Regions from separate parts of the Hordeum vulgare genome. Here region 2 is linked to region 1. Evidence: chromatin contacts called from public Hi-C data. All regions are on one chromosome and are shown on one strand. The core of a region is the stretch at or near the end of the contact, and the rest is flanking DNA. Distances in the headings are between cores, read along the strand shown.

Region 1 (5,603 bases), core at 2,006-4,505:
ACTATTATGTATATGATATGATGACCATATTGCATGTTTATGATATGATTAGAATACTATATAAAAATTCTACTGGTTGGACCATAGAAAAAAGTGTAAAATATACCAGTAGCGTTGGGTGGACCAACGCTACTGCTAAGTAGGTATAGCAGTAGCGCTCCTAGCCGGTGCTACAACTATGTACCAGTAGCGCCGGTCGAACCTATGTTATTGCTAAGTGGGCATAGCAGTACCACGGAGATACCAACGCTACTGCTCCAAGTTAGCTGTAGCGTCGTACTAGTAGCGCTGGTGCCCGCGCTACTGCTAGCCCGAAAACCAGCGTTACTAGTAGGCTTTCTCCTACTAGTGAGAAGTTTGAGTAACACAAGCTTCATGAGAAGATCCATACCTTAAGGATATTAACAAAGTTACAATGATATTAACCAAGAGATGGATGGATGGACGATGGAGGAGATTACCATGAGGACGACTATGATGATGTGGCGTCATGGCATGGCGGGGCAAGGCCCGCGCTACCACACTTAGGGTACAGTCAATATGACGATGATGCTTCGATACTCTGGCGCTCCGCCACCGCTCGAGGTCTGCCGCTTGGTCCACGCTCTAGGTCCGTCGCTCCACATCCAACGCCTCCATCGCTCACATACAACACTGACACGCATAGATCCAGCGTCCCCACACACTTCTATCGCATAGAAGCTCATCACTGGCGCAAAAAAATCGATCTTTTCACCATCGGACTCACTGGTACATACGGTGGTGGGGAGAAAATGGATGGTGGAAGGGGTCAACGACGTCGAGAGGGTGAGGCAGAGGGGAGGCCGACATCGAGGAGAAGTGGCACACGGGAGGTTAGCGATGGGGCCGCGGGCCACCGATGAGCGAAGCTAGGAGTGGAACTGAAGAGAGTGCGCTGGAGAGCGAGTGGTGCAAGTGAGCAAGCAATGATGTGGGAGGGCAAATTGGAAAAGTGAAAAAAAATTGTAACATGGTGGAAATTACACTACCATCGCTAAAACGGCCTACATTTGAAAATAGAGGGAGTAGTAGAGAGTAAATGCAGCCCCCTTTAAGCTTGTCAAAACCATCTCAGTGAGCTGAGGTGGGACTAAATTTTAGAATTTGTACCGGCAATGTGAAACACTAATGGACTTCACTAGGGAGCAGCGCTAGACATTAGTTTTCCCATGTGACGGCTTTCTTCCATCAATTCTTTACATGCATGCAATATTACACGAGCATGACATCAGTAAATGTTCTTTTTATTTTGCATTTAAAAAGATTTATCTTTCAAGCCGTTATCTTAATTAATGATCTGCTTTCATCATTGATTTTTTTGCGACAAGATCTTTAAAAATAGATCCCATGTCGCTATGTTTCGATAACTTTTATTTTCGTCGGTACTTGTCAGATTACTATCTCTTACTTGTCGTATTATTTGTCACATAGTTCTCACACTAAATCAACTTGATTATGAGGCTTATGAATGTTGATATACTCCATTAAAAAACTTGATTCATTGTACTTGTGCGTTCATGCGTTTACTTGCTTATTGTTAGTTCTCTAATACCCACTTTTTAGCTTCACATAACATTGCAATGCTTAACAAGTATAAAATTATTGCCCCCATAACTATGTATAATTTTTGTGACAATTATAGACCCATAAGATAACAACTATGATGACATAAATGTGACAACTAGAAACGACGAAAAAAAATCAATGAAACATGTCAACATGAGATCTTATTTTGAAGGTCTCGTCGAGACGAACCTAACAGTAAAGACGGATCTCCGATCAAATTATTAATCTGTAAGATAAATCATTTTTAAAATTTAAGAAAGCATTTAATGCAATGATGTAAGCTTCAGGTAAAAGATTGTTGCATGTGCATGAGGCTATGCGAGCCGTTGCATGCAAAAGTTATGGTGGGGCGCTTTTCTTTAAATTTTCCCAACACTAATAGAAATAGGCCGAATGAATTTGCTTCTTGAATACTGGGCCGTTTCGGCTGGCTCGTCTAGCCCAACACACGTTGTATATCAAAACAAATCATACGCAACAAACTTTTCTGACCCGAGGAAAACCCTTTGGTTTGTACTCTTCCTATTTCTATATAGGTAGAACTCGTTGGTTTGTACTTTGTAGGAATGGATTTCTATTCCTACATAAGATTGATTTTTATTCTTTACATTTCATAAGAAAAAATGTATTAGCTCAGATCTATGGAAAAAATTCCTATCGTATGAACCAAATGACATATCTTTTTTTTTCTATAAGATCGAAAATACAATTTGACTAGTGGGAGCACGTGCTCGTATACTCATTGCAAGACATCAGAAACTCTCATGTATCCATCCTTTTATGGTACTCCAGCCCGGTGCAGAAACAGTGCCCACAACTCTCCGAACGTGCTTATATGCTTATTAATCGATAATCATTACTGTACATCGCAGTAGGCAGTGCACAACTTCATGTTTATGCACGCGCTCTAGCTGGCTCAGTACGTACGCAGCTCGACCCTAGAGCAGGTCAGCCATGAGCTTGAACTCCTCGACGCTGATGGCGCCGTCGCCGTCCCCGTCCATGCACGCGATGATCTCCGCGCAGTCCTCGGCGCTGGCGGTGCCCATGAGCCCCAGCACCCTGGCGAGCTCGTCGGCGCCCAGCGCGCCGTCGGGCCCCGCGAAGGACTCCAGCGCCGGGACGGCGGCCTGCAGCAGCTCGCCGAGCGCGCCCAGGCCGAGCTCGCCGGCGTTCATCACGTCCAGGAACTCCTCCACGCAGAGCCGGCCGTCACGGTCGGCGTCGGCGCGCGCCAGCATGTCCCGCGCCTCCGCCTCCGACTTGTCGAGGCCCAGGGAGGCCAGGAGGCCCCGGAGCTCGGGGGCAGTGACGAGGCCGTCGTTGTCGGAGTCGAACGCCTGGAAAGCCTCCACGAGCCTGCTGATGTAGCTCAGCGCCTCGAAGTCCACCGTCAGCGGCTGCGGCTGCTGCTGCGCCGACGGCCGGCGGCCAGGCGTCGCCATCGCGTTGGCGAGAGCGAACTAGACCGTGAGAGACTGCTCTTGGTTGGAGCTCGGTTCGCTTGCATGGACGGCCTTAAGAAGGCGAGGACGAGTGCAGCCGAATCTGAATCTCGGCCGCTTTGTGTCGACATGGAATGGAACACTAGTGGAGGCGCATCTTGTTCTCGGCGTTGGCAATGGCAGCAGGATAAGGCTTCTGGATTCTGGTGTGATAGCGTGGACGACGATGGGTTCTAGGTGGAGTGGAGCTGGACTAGTTCGCGTTTCATTTTGGATGACCACAAACTTCTGAAAATCCCCCGAAGAATGTGTATTTGAACTTTAGGGTCTCCACACCGTGCCACCGGGCCAATTGACTAACCATTGACCCATGTGCTTGTGTTAGCATCTCTAAAAGACCCCGTAAAAAAGAATACAAAATGGATTCACAGGTCGCTACGGAGCGATTTTGCGGCACCATTTCATGCGTCAAAGATTAGATCCCGTATATAACACTGTAAAATTTGAAAAAAAAAATGTTGGCCCGAAGCAACTACTACATCATTCATCGAACTATAGCACGGTTCTTGCAAAAACTACATCAGTTCTTCATCAAACTACATTAGTTCTTCATACTACTACTAGGTAAGGGGACCTGCGGGCCGTGCAGCGTACCCAACTCAATGCTACCAGAACGACGGGTGCGGCGGCGACAACGCGGCGGAGGAGACGAAGGAGCTTACTCCTCGTCGGAGTTGGAGTCGAGGTCGATCCAGATCTTGTCCTACTCTGCCTTCAGGACGCGCAGGTCCGTCTCCTTCGACGCGCTCGCCTGCGACGCCGTGACCCCTTGCTCGAGCAAGGTCTGCTCGATCTCGAGCTCGCGTCGGTTGTGCGTGGCGTCCTCCGCCGCCTCCCTCACCGAGCGCTCCATGTTGGCGTGCATGAGGTGATCCTCTTGCCTCGGGGAAAGATAATCCTCGAGGCTGATGACCCCTCTACGCAGTTCGCCGGCGTCGTCCTCGAGCTTGACGGTGAGCGGTCCGAGCTCCTCCGCCCTTCTCTTCACCGGAGTGATGGTCCGCGAGGACGAGGCGCCGAAGGAGCCGATGCATCGAGTAGCGAGCTCGTGCTCGTACTCCTCGAGCTCCCGGCATTCGAAAGCCGGAGGCGGCCGGAGGTCATACTTCAGCCACCTCTGTGATCCCCACTTGCGTGCGGCGTCGGAGACGCGGCGGCGACGGCGCTCGGCATCATCCCCTCCATTTCTGTGGCCGTCCAGGGTCGGGACAGTCCGCTGGTGGTTTTTTTGTCTCGTCGGCGGCGAGAAATTAGGGTGGAGTGGGAGTTGAATCGCGGCGGAGGATAGGGTTCGATCCGTAAACGCGATGTAAAACCGCATATATGCCAGTTCGAGGGGTCTTTTTGCGGGACGCGGTTAAACTTTTACAGCCCGGATGCGCGATACGGGGTCTGTTCTGGCCATTAAAACGGATCGAACCCATATACTCGCCGAAATTTTATAGGTTTGATCCTTTTACGGGGTGTGCTAGAGATGCTCTTAGGACCCCGTACGTGTGAAAAGAAAGTGTATTTGTATTTGATCGTTGACGCATGAACCAGGTAGCCAATGACTTTTAGACAACAATTCAAGAATGGGTCCAAATTGAATTTGAATAATTGTTCGTTAGTTTGAAACATGGATTAGGAAAAAAATCAACAAGTCAAAGATAATAATGTGTACAAATTCCAGAAAAGTTGTCAATATGAAATATGTTCACGAACTCGAAAAATTTCATGGCGTAAAAAATCACGAAATTTGAAAATTTTCATGAATTAAGGAAATCTTCACAAACTTCAAAAGGTTTCGGCTCAAAAAAATTATTCACAATTCAATTAAGCTAGTGAACCTGACAAACTTGACGGATTATGAAAAATGCAAGAATAAAATAAAATGATAGAATAGAAAAAGGCAGGGAAACCAAAGGAAACCTAGCCCAAAAAAACCTGAACAAAATAAAAAATGGTTAGAAAATCCCGGTCGAAAGCTTCTAGAAGGTTTTCCGAACCAGACTGGGTAGAGAAAAAAAAGGAGAAACTACATGAGCCAAACGTATGTAAGCGCTGTGTACAATTAACACAAAGCTCTGGCACTATAGGCAGATCTATTCCTTATGTACGGTGAGGTATCTTTCCCTAATCTCCCCTCTTCCCTAATAATAAAGCAACTAAGCGAGAGCCTTGCGATATGGACTTCTCTTCGCCAGCGAGGTGAGTGTGCAACAGATCATTATGGAGTCTGATTGTCAGGATGTGATTGACACCTTGTTACTCGACGGCAATTCACTAGGTCCAACGGCGGCAGTATACGAAGAGTGCTCCTTCCTCGCCAAGAACTTTTTTCTGATCCAATTTGCTTTCTGCCCAAGAAAAGCAAATATGGTAGCTCATACCCTAGCTAGGTTTGCCGAACCCACTAGAACTATAAAGTGAATGGAGGAGTCTCTAGGCTTCCTCATTGATACATTAGCTAATGATGTAAGTGTTTTTTCACATGAAATATAAAAGCCGTCAGGCTTTCCCCGCTCAAAA
Region 2 (5,603 bases), core at 1,922-4,421, 92 kb before region 1:
GCTCATGATGCCATTGTTCGGGAACGTTGCATGGAAAACAAAAAAATTCCTACGCACGCGCAATACTTATCCATGGTGATGACCATCTACGAGAGGGGAGAGTGAATCTACATACCCTTGTAGATCACTAAGCGGGAGCATATATAACATGATTAATGTAGTGGAACATCTTAGCGATCCAAATCGCAGCCCGTCCCGCGATCTCATCACAATTCGTCCCATGATCCCATCACGATCCATCCCGATCTAGTGACGAACGGACGACACCTCCGTGTTCAGCTCACGTACAGATCGATGACGATCACCGTCTTCTTGATCCAGCAAGAGGGGTGGAGAGGTAGCTGAATTCTCTGGCAGCAGGACGGCGTGGCGGTGATGGTGGTGGAGCTACTCTAGCAGGGCATCGTCGTGCCGTACCGAACTAGCTACGAGGTGTCACAAAGTGGTGGAGGGAGAGAAGGTTGCGGTATGGCTTGGGGGTGCAAAAGCCTCTCTCACCTCCACTATATATAGGTGGAACAAGAGGGAGGGTTGCCTTGCCTCCTACTCCAAGAAGAGTGGTCGTCCGAGCCAAGAGGCAGGAGTCCACCTCTAATTCAGTTTGGTGGAGGACTCCTTCCCCACTTGTCCACCTCCTTCCTTTTTTTCTTTTTTTTATTTTGCTTTGGCCAAAATGGGTTATTGGGCTGGCCTCACTAGCCCACTAAGGCTGGTGCGCCAACCATAGGCCTATTAGGTCCTCTCCCGGGAGAGTGGCCCCTCCCGGTAAAACCTCGGAACCCATTTCATCAATCCCGATACTTTACCGGTAATGCCCGAAATCTTTCCGGAAGCCAAATGCAACATTCCTATATATCAATCTTCGTTTCCGGACCATTCCGGAAACCCTCATGACGTCCGGATCTCATCTCTGACTCCGAACAACCTTCGGTTACGAACATTAATAATTTAACTATACCGTCACCGAACCTTAAGTGTGCAGACCCTGCGGGTTCGAGAACTATGCACACATGACCTGAGACACTCTCCTGTTAATAACCAATAGCGGACATGGATGCCCATATTGGCTCCTACATATTCTATGAAGATCTTTATCGGTTGAACCTCTATGTCAAGGATTTAGTTAATCCCGTATCTTGTTCCCTTTGTCCTTCGGTATGTTACTTGCCCGAGATTCGATCGTCGGTTTTTCATACCTAGTTCAATCTCATTACCGGCAAGTCTCTTTACTCGTTCCATAACACAAGATCCCGTGAATAACTCCTTAGTCACATTGCTTACAAGGATTATTGTGATGGTGTACTACCGAGTGGGCCTCGAGATACCTCTCTGTCACAGGAGTGACAAATCCTAGTATTCATCCACGCCAACCCAATAGACACCTTCGGAGATACCTGTAGAGCACCTTTATAGTCACCCAGTTATGTTGCGATGTTTGATACACAAAAGGTATTCCTCCGGTGTTCGGGAGTTACATGATTTCATGGTCATAGGAACAGATACGTTGACATGCAAAAAAATAATAGCAATAAACTGACACGGTCATATGCTACGTTCATAGTTTGGGTCTTGTCCATCACATCATTCTCCTTATGATGTGATCCCGTTATCAAGTGACAACACTTGTCTATGGCTAGGAAACCTTGACCATCTTCGATAAGCGAGATACTCAACTAGAGGCTCACTAGGGACAGTGTGTTGTCTATGTATCCACACATGTATTTGGGTTTCTAATCAATAGAATTTTAGCATGGATAATAAACGATTACCATGAACATGGAAATATAATAATGACCAATTTATTATTGCCTCTAGGGCATATTTCCAACACATGCCTCCTCTTCCCTCGCCTGAACCGTCTGCCTCCGCGCCCCTACACCGGTTCGAGGACTTCCCCGTCCACCCTCGGGCCCAGCCGTCGACGAGGTCCTACCTCGAGGTTCGGCAACGGCGATGGGGACGTGGGTTGCTGAGATTACGGATCGGGAGACCCCACACCCGTCAGTGGCTCGGTAGCTTCCACACGAATGAGCTCGCGACCATGGTGTACGGCCACTGGCAAGTCCACTACCACGACACGGCGGCTCGACTCAATTTCCCCTTCGACACGCGTCCGATCCACCTCGTCCCACCGGAGCCGGGGATGATTAGCTCGGCTATGGCGCGGGAGGACCACGAGGCGAGGGAGTGCCTTGAGGTCGAGGCCGTCGACGAGGCCTACATGCAAGAGCTCCACCTGCAGCGCGAGGAGCTCGTGGAGGTGGAGCGGATGATCTATGCCCACACCAAGGGCGGCGAGATTATCGTGCTCTCCTCCGTCGACGAGGTTGTATGCCGCGAGGAGGGCGGAGAGGTGGGCAGCGAGGGCGAGAAGATCGACGTGGACGAGTGCACGAGTGTCTTCCCCGACGACGCAAACGTCGATCTTCTTGCCCTCGCTGCCCACCTCTCCGCCCTCCTCGCAAACGTCGGGGAAGACACTCCTGCACTCGTCCACGTCGATCTTCTCGCCCTCGCTGCCCACCTCTCCGCCCTCCTCGCGGCATACACAACAACGGCACCGGCCCGGACCTTGCTCACGGCACACCGTACCTGACGAGGAAGGATTTGCTCGACCTCACCTTCGATCGAAAGTAGTTTAGTTGTTTAGTTCAGTTAAATTTATGTTTTATATTCGGTTGTACAAAACCATTTATATTTATCTTTGAATGCATGCTATTTTCGGTTTAATTTATTTTGAATTTGATTAAATTGAAGTTTACACCATCAAGTCTAGGGGGTTGGCTAGAAACGGCCAAAAATCAATGGAGTATATTTACTCTACCAAGGATTTTAGTCCGTTGATTAAGATATCGGCTAGAGATGGTCTTGGCGTTTCCATGCTTTCACGCATACTTGGATGCAATTGTGGTGGATTTCTGCATTTTAATCTCCGTAGATGGATGTGATAGTTTCGTTTTTCCAAAAAGAAGACATACTCTCTTACCTCTGCAACGATCGACACGTGCAGCCATTTAGATGTGATCACGGCGTGTGGTCTCAACGTGTCAGTTTCACAAATCCGCATCATTTTCGCCAAGTTGGACGGCGGCGTCGCGTCTCCATGCTCCATACATGCATGATGCGTCAGTGAGTGGACAGATGGGAGACGCTTGGCTGGCGCACAGCAGACCGAGCATGCACGCACGCACGTACGCACATTGAACTCGTGGTGGAAATGAGATGACCAGCAGGTCCTTGTCCTGCAATCCTAGCGGTCTCGGGCACATCTCCTTGGACCAGCTCTGCCGCACCCTCTTGTCAAGTGTGGATGCATCATGATGGATGAAGCGTCCTCATCAGGCCAACTCCAAAACCCGGGCACATCTCCTTGGACCAGCTCTGCCGCACCCTCTTGTCAAGTGTGGATGCATCATGGATGGATGCAGCGTTCCTATCAGGTCACCTCCAACGCAAGATCCCATCCGCACGTCTATATCCGAATTTTGTTCGTTTAAAACAGAAAAACGTACATGTTCCTTTATCGTGCTGTCATCGGTGCGTCCAACCGGCTGTCCCGTCCTAAAATGTCTGCGTGTGCAAACTTGGATTTTGTTCAAAAAAAAAAAGGCAAAGCAAGTTGCAAATAATATAAAAAAATTAAATGTCCACACGTCCACACTAACCAAGTTTAATACATTTTATAATTAAACATAAAACATAAAACAAAAAAAAGATAAGGCTGCCATCGTCTTCAGAAACGTCGTCCTACTTGTCGATGTTGCTGGTGAGGTCGACGTACGGAGGCGGCTGTCAAAGGTGGGCTTGCGGCCCCTACCAGACCGGAGGCACTCGTGGCTCCTGCACCACCTTCTCCCGTGGCTCCTGCTCCAACTCGGGTGACTGCGGCATCGTCGCTGACCATAGCCCGACACCCAGCATGTGATCCATCTTCGGTGCCGTGGCCGGCCTACCCCACTACTGGACCAACAGCTATGGGTTCCACGCGGCAAGTGGCGACTCGTTCACAACCTCCTCCTTCATTGCGGCGGCCTGCTCCAGCTCTGGGATGGCCACGTCGCCGGTCGTAGAGAGGGCCAACGCCGCCTCCAGGCCCACCCATTGCCGCTCGTCATGTGTGTGCATGGTGTCCTCAATGACATGCCTCATGAGTTCGGCCTCCTCATCCTCAGTTATTAGAGGTGGTGGTGATGGGGACGGGGACAGAGATGGCGTCAACGTGAGGTCGTGCACACGCGTACGACCACGCATTTGGGGCGGGCTAGCAGCACGTCGCCGGTGTGGGCTAGGTGGACGTCCGGCAAAAACGACTGCCAACGCAGGTGGTGCTCGTCACGGAGCCATGTATCCCATAGCGGCGAGTTCATTTCGTACCTTTGGTCGTTGAGAAGATCCAAAGATAGGCGCGTGAGGCGTCGCTCTATCTCCTCATGGCAGGCACGGCCATTCACCGACACCGTAGGGATTAGCACCATATCCGCGGACAGATGTTAGTAGTGTTGGAAATATGCGCTAGAGGCGATAATGAAGTGGTTTTATTATATTTCCTTGTTCATGATAATCGTTTATTATCCATTCTATAATTGTATTGATCGAAAACTCAAATACGTGTGTGAATACATAGACAACAAAGTGTCCCTAGTAAGCCTCTACAGGACTAGCTCGTTGATCAAAGATGGCTAAGGTTTCCTAGCCATAGACATGAGTTGTCATTTGAGAATGGGAGCACATCATTAGGAGAATGATGTGATGGATATGACCTAAACCGTAAGCATAGCGTTTGATCGTATCAAGTTTACTCCTATTGCTTTCTGCATGTCAATGTATGTGTTTCTATGACCATGAGATCATGCAACTCCCTGACACCGGAGGATTGCCTTGTGTGTATCAAACGTGACAACGTAATTTGGTGATTATAAAGATGCTCTACAGGTATCTCCGAGGGTGTCTGTTGAGTTGGCATGGATCAAAACTGGGATTTGTCACTCCGTATGATGTAGAGGTATATCGGGACCCACTCGGTAATACAGCATCACAATAAGCTTGCAAGCAATGTGACCAAGGAGTTAGTAACGGGATCTTCTATTATGGAATGAGTAAAGAGACTTGCTGGTAATGAGATTAGACTAGGTATGGAGATATCGATGATCGAATCTTGGGCAAATAACATACCGATGGACAAAGAGAATTGCATACGGGATTAGCTGACTCCTTGACATCGTGGTTCGACCGATAAAGATCTTCGTATAATATGTAGGGACCAATGTGGGCATCCAGGTCCCTCTATTGGTTATTGACCATTGAGTTCTCTCGGTCATGTCTGCATAGTTCTCGAACCCGTAGGGTCTGCACCTTTAACGTTCGGTGATGATATAGTATAGTTGGGTTATTGTGTTGGTGATCGAAGGTTGTTTGGAGTCCCGGAAGATATCCCGGACTTGTTGAGGAGCTTTAGAATGGTCCAGAGGTAAAGATTGATATATGGAAAGTTGGTATTCAAGTTCCAAAAGAGTTTCATATGGTTACCAGTTTTGTGACGGAGGTTCCGAAAGAGTTCCAGGGGTCCACCGGGAGGGTCCACCTATCCCAAAGGGCCCCATGGG

Evidence for each region. Hi-C and Micro-C count contacts between places; a contact is called where the count stands out from the background.
Region 2: a contact with region 1 is called in a Hi-C map of leaf, with 5 times the contacts expected there. The contact joins the enhancer-like site here to the promoter of LOC123409843 in region 1. A contact is called at or near these places in 3 of 6 Hi-C or Micro-C datasets (leaf and seedling).

What each region holds. Positions count from the first base shown.
Region 1 is chr7H:575,688,647-575,694,249 of MorexV3_pseudomolecules_assembly, reverse strand. LOC123409843 (probable calcium-binding protein CML29) reads right to left here and starts at 3,255. Exons shown (of 1, transcript XM_045102714.1): 1 at 2,330-3,255. The coding sequence starts at 3,032. The coding sequence ends at 2,526.
Region 2 is chr7H:575,780,254-575,785,856 of MorexV3_pseudomolecules_assembly, reverse strand. No RefSeq gene overlaps it. Among protein-coding and RNA genes, the nearest start is that of LOC123409843, 92 kb to the right of the region's middle. Within about 2 kb of position 3,171, at least 3 of the 3 cell types and tissues checked have open chromatin away from gene starts, as enhancers often do. A contact at or near this core is called in leaf and seedling, where this site is marked.